2 separate regions of the Drosophila melanogaster genome follow, and region 1 is linked to region 2. The links are chromatin contacts, called in public Hi-C maps. All regions are on one chromosome and are shown on one strand. The core of a region is the stretch at or near the end of the contact, and the rest is flanking DNA. Distances in the headings are between cores, read along the strand shown.

Region 1 (2,700 bases), core at 19-2,518, 93 kb after region 2:
CTATTTGCTGGTGGTGCCCAATGGAGATGGAAAAACAGACATTCGTTGATCTACAATTTAGTCAATAATATTATGTAATAACAGAAAATCAAGCCAGCCGAAGAGAATGCGAGAAGAGAGTCGCGGCGATAGCGAATTATGTATTGTTTGTTATGACGGCGGTAGGAGGAGACCCGAGTCAGTTTCACACGCATATATCTATGTATATATTTGGTATTTAAATAACTTGTTCTGTTTTTTTCTTGTTAAGTTTCTCCTTTTTCGGGCCGCGTTCGCTAAGCAGCAAAATCAACAGCAGCGGTCGCTCATTAAATGTTAATTATTATTATTTCTAATATGTAGTCGTAACTTATTGCTATATTTGTCGAAACGCAAACAATTTGCAAACAAAAATATATTCATTTTAAAATGGAAACTTGGAATTTTCATTTTGAAGAGCCAATTTTGCAATATTTATCTATGAAACGCCAGTAAGTAATCAGTATACGGGAACAATTTGGTATCTATGTACGCATACATTGTGTATATTAAAAAATATGGAGTGCATATAGTTCTTGTAGTTTTTTTTTACGTTAACATGATTTCTTTGATGCCATAAATGTTTCTTAACTTTCTTACCTTTTTTCTATAAACAATTTTAAAGTAAAGTAAATTGAGACGTAAAAGGTTTTTTTTTGTTAGTGTCACAAGCCGAATCGCTTTGTTTTTAATTTTAATCAGTTTAAAAGATTTTATACGAAGTAATATGTTTGAAATTTGTAACCGAAAAAATCGCTTAAAACAAACCCAAAGGACATTTTTAGAGATCGCTGGTGTGTAGATTTGTGAGACGGCGATAACTATCGATATTTATATTATATTTATATTGCGAGCTGAAAGTAACAAATAGTTCGGATACTCAATTTTGTAACTAACAATAATTCAAACTTTTCTAAAATCCCTTCTTTCGGCACACAGCAAAAGGAAATATTTGGCTTGGGAGGGTCCGATTAGAAAGATTTAGAAAACTTATATTCATTTGGTGGCCTTATATTTGCGTAAATAGTGCAATTAAAATAAATCTGTTTGATACTTTCTTGAGTCCACGATAAGCGTTCTTTACACAGAGAAACATTTTGAATAATTTTCGTACCTGAAACTAAATTTCAAATTTTGCGAGCGTATATTTCGTATCGATATATTTCTCCAGTGATCTGGGTGTAAAGCAAGCCTGTTTGCGAGGCCAGTGTTGCAAGACGCCGGTTGTCAAGAAAGAGACAGGGAGAGAGATGAATAGAAGGAATGGTTCGTTTTTGTTGGACGCTGGTGTGGGAGTCCATTGATAAGATAAGAGCACCGAAGATTCCCGGCCAACCGCCAGGGGCCTAGATAAGCGTGCCGATTTTTATTGGGTAATAAGAGTTGACAAGATGGCGATTAATTTTCGATCGGGTTTCTTTTTTTCGCTCACGTGCAGCCCAAACAGCTGCTGGGGGTGGCCCATCCCCTTTCTGCCCCTCACCGACTGGTCCAACAATTTCTCTCAAGCTTTTTTGGACGAGCTTTCGCCGTGTTGGCCTTAATTTCGCTTCATGTGTTTCAGTTTATTCGCGAATTCAGACCCTTGCGCGTGCTCACGCTCTCTGTTGCAGCAGCAAAAACCAAAAACCCTCGAAAAGAACAACATTGACTCGAAAAAACCGAAAAATAATTATAATTGTACTTGTACTTGTGTGTCTTTTGTGAGGTGAGCAAATGCGCTGACAGAAACGGGAACTTTTCTACTTTTCTCGCAGGCTGCTGTGAGAAGTTTGTCAAACAAACACGAGTTTTTCCGAAAAACTATATTTGGCAATTCTACAAATTCTACAAAATTGTATTGTTTACCCTTATTATTGTTTTTGGGTCGTTGCTGGTTATGTATCGTAGTTTGTTTTTTTTGAAGTGACAAAACAACCGTTAAAGCAAAATTTATATCGAGCAAATAGAGGAAACCCACAAACCCAAGCGAAATTTTGCAGTGTACATGTGAGTGGCTGCGTTGTATTCGTATCATAAAAGGATCTCTACAAAGCGAGGTAGAGAGCAGTAAGCAGTGTTATATAATAGGTACAATTCGCCGCATAGCAACAAATAAGAAAAATGAAGAAAAAAAAACAAAAAAAAAAAAACCATTCAGATGAATTCGCAATTTAAGTACGGCAGCTCCCTGTTTCCCTTTAACCAAGGCGGCCAGAGCGAGACAGAACTTGATATAGCCCATAATGAAGTGTAATGAAATCTGTGCAATGAAACCCGCCAAGTTTTTTCGATTGATTGCAGCCTCCCGTCTGGCGATTATTTAGCGGGCTGCTAATTAATAAATAAAATGAAAAAGGGAAAAGGGGTTAATGGGTGGAAAACTGAGAACGAAAATTGGGGAGAATCAAGGAGAGCCGCAATTAACACCAATTAGTGTGTGCTTTCGGCGCATTTCAATTAAATCAAAACAAATTCCAAATCAAAATCAAAATCAGAAGCAAACGGGGCTGGCATGCCTGTGACGTCACACAGTCGTAGTTACAATTACGGTACAATCTCGGTTACATTTACAGTTACATAAACGGGAGCGAAGCGGCGAAAAGGATTTTCTCGCCCTCGGGTCCTTCCTCGTTTCGCTTCGTTGAATTTGCCGTCGCTTAACAACTCGCCCCATTTTCACGCGTCTTCGTCGCATTTGGT
Region 2 (2,700 bases), core at 86-2,585:
CGACGACGGTGGGCATGGCTGACTTTATTCTGACGGACTGTTGCGTGTTTTGGAGCCAACAACTGCGATGTACTCGTTGCCATTGTTGTCGCCGTTGTTGTTGCTGTTGTTTTTGTTACTTTGTTGTTGCGGCTTCCATTTACTTTCTATTGTATTATATTTTATATGCTTTGACAAAGCCCCAAGCCACTTAGACAAACTGCTTCAACTTTCTGCCCGGCTCTTGTTGCTGTTTATTATTGTTATTTAATGTTTATAGTTCGCCGAACAAGACGCGATATGTGGGTGGTTTCAGGCGGCATCACCCCTTCCCTTTCGGAGGCGTTGGGAAAGGGATTATTAGCCATGTATATTAGATGACGTTACACGACCCGGCCTACAAAAGAAACACGAAGAACCTCCGAGGAAATTGCTAGACAAAGTGGAACACTCAACACTGATCATCGCAATTAGTATGTCCCCATTTAAAGCATGGCTCTTGCATTACAGAGTTTAGGTTTAGAATTAAGTGACAAATAATTCAAATGATTTTTCCAGTATAATTAATACACTGAAGACGTCTTCGCATTAATGCGTTCAAGTCTTTTAAACCTCTTTAACTAACGTTTTGCGTTTGGAACGTTAAGAAAATATGTTTGACCATTTTAGATTTTTCAAAAAGAAAATTTAAAAACTTTTCTCCTAACAAGTTCAATGGCATAATTCGGCAATTTAAACACTGAGCCTGTGAGTTGAAAGCGTTTCCGAAATTCTTAAGCGCTTAGCAAAATTTTTTTTTTTTTTAATTGATATCCATCAATAAAATCAGCTAAAAAAAACAACATTCGAATTGCTAATTAGCAAGAGAGAGAAACGAATTAGAAAAGGCAAAGCAGAGATGACGATCACGATCACGATCTCACACACTCGAAAAAAACTATATATGCAAATATGTTTTAATTGAGCACAACAACAATGGCAACAACGTTGGCGGCACAGATTGGATTCACTTTGTTTTTAGCACTTTTTCGCAGAAAAAATGATTTAATGGCACAAAAACGAAAAAAAGAACAACACAATAAAAAAAAATTTCAGTTGTGAGAAAAAATCCCAAATCATTAGCACTTTAATTGTATTTTGGGTTTATTTTCAGTTTTTTTTTTCGTTAGTTTTTCTTTTTTTGTTTTCTTTTGATTCGAAACGCGTTTCGTGAAATCACCGGCTTACGTACGTTTATAATTTGCGTCAAAATCGCTGAGAACTGCGTTCGTTGTGGGAGCTAAAAATTAAACCGTCGGGAGCCCAACTGACACCTTCAGTGCTTCGTTTTGCACTGAGCGCCAACGCAGCGCCAGTGTAGCGCCAAAAACCGGTTCGGCTCCACGTTCAACGGCTCATGGGGACTCGGGCATCTTCGGCAATTTGGCCTTCGTGCCCGCATCGCATCATCTCGCTCTTTCCCTTGCTCCCGTTCAGCCTTCCTCCTACCATACCCTGCCCTCGCCGTTGCACCAACGCGATTTCAATGCCAAGCCAAAGCAGATGTTACCAGCGTGGATTTTGTTGTTTTGATTTTTTGTCGCGCTCGCACGTGCGCGAGTGTGTGCGTTTTTGTTTTGTTGGTGGCAAGTGCAACGCTTTCGAATACCGTGTAACTTCAGATAGCTCTGATAGAATGAATTTAGAACTATAGCGATCAGCCTAATAACTGTAGTGTTTATTTCAGAAGAAATAAATACATATGTACATATGTATGACAGGAACATAGAACTTCAAAAATACACATTTCATAAGCATTGACCAAAACACACGACACAGCAGTGATTTGAAATTTACACTTCCTTCAATAAGTAAACTTACATACCTAACTGATGTAGCAGAATCAATATTCGCTTACCATATTGCGGTTGTAACAGATTATAACTTATCCCATCTTTAGATTTTCAATAGATTCATTCTGAAAGCCAAACAAATAAATTAATTGGTATCAAAGTTCAGAATCACATCACTTCCTGCATACCCTGCATATTTACCACTAACGGCACTTACTCACACCGGAGTAAAAAGAAAAAGAAGGCAAAGAAGAAAAAGCAGAAACGCCAGTTAAAAGAAAGTTGGCAGCGCTATGATTTTAATTGGGAATCGTTTATGGGACAGAGATTTTTCTAATCCAAATGAGTTATTCGGTCATTAGTAAAGCTATTAGGGTTCCCTCCCGCTCATGATGTCTCTCACTCCCACCCTTGATCACTCTGCTGACGGTATCTTTTTTATACCCTATATGAGGGATTCATAAATATGGTTTCCCTTATTTTTTCAGAAGCTTTTAACTTTTGGTTTGCTGGCACGTTAAATATATGTACATACAAATGTATGTACATACATGCATACATTGTGTACAATAAATACCGATCCAGGCTATTCAGCACAATAAACAATACTTTTTTGGTAAGGAACTTTAAGATTCGGTCAGATTTCGCTTCTCTTCCTATTGTAACATTTATGTACATACATATGTATGTATGTACATATATATGTATTTTCAGTTGTTGTTGTTGTCATAAGCAAGGCAGAACGAATTTTTCAAGTTCAACATGTCGCCGCTTATTTTAATTTTAATCACACAACACAAAACATGAGCCGTGGTTATTGCTGTTGTTGTGGCTTTTTGTGTTACATTTTAATGTTATGCGGCCTTTGTTTGTTTGTTTATGCACACAA

What was found. Hi-C and Micro-C count contacts between places; a contact is called where the count stands out from the background.
Region 1: a contact with region 2 is called in a Hi-C map of the Kc167 cell line, with 2.9 times the contacts expected there. The contact joins the promoter of slgA here to the promoter of Mnr in region 2. A contact is called at or near these places in 8 of 107 Hi-C or Micro-C datasets (the Kc167 cell line, the OSC cell line, the S2 cell line and 3 more).

What each region holds. Positions count from the first base shown.
Region 1 is chrX:21,372,734-21,375,433 of dm6, forward strand. It overlaps slgA (sluggish A), which reads left to right and starts at 1,269. Exons shown (of 11, transcript NM_001258863.2): 1 at 1,269-1,391. It overlaps waw (waclaw), which reads left to right. Exons shown (of 5, transcript NM_001031918.2): 5 at 1-412. bbx (bobby sox) reads left to right here. Exons shown (of 5, transcript NM_001031917.2): 5 at 1-412. It also overlaps asRNA:CR45612 and asRNA:CR45611.
Region 2 is chrX:21,279,836-21,282,535 of dm6, forward strand. Mnr (Membrane-bound Notch regulator) reads right to left here and starts at 1,336. Exons shown (of 6, transcript NM_167735.2): 1 at 1,211-1,336.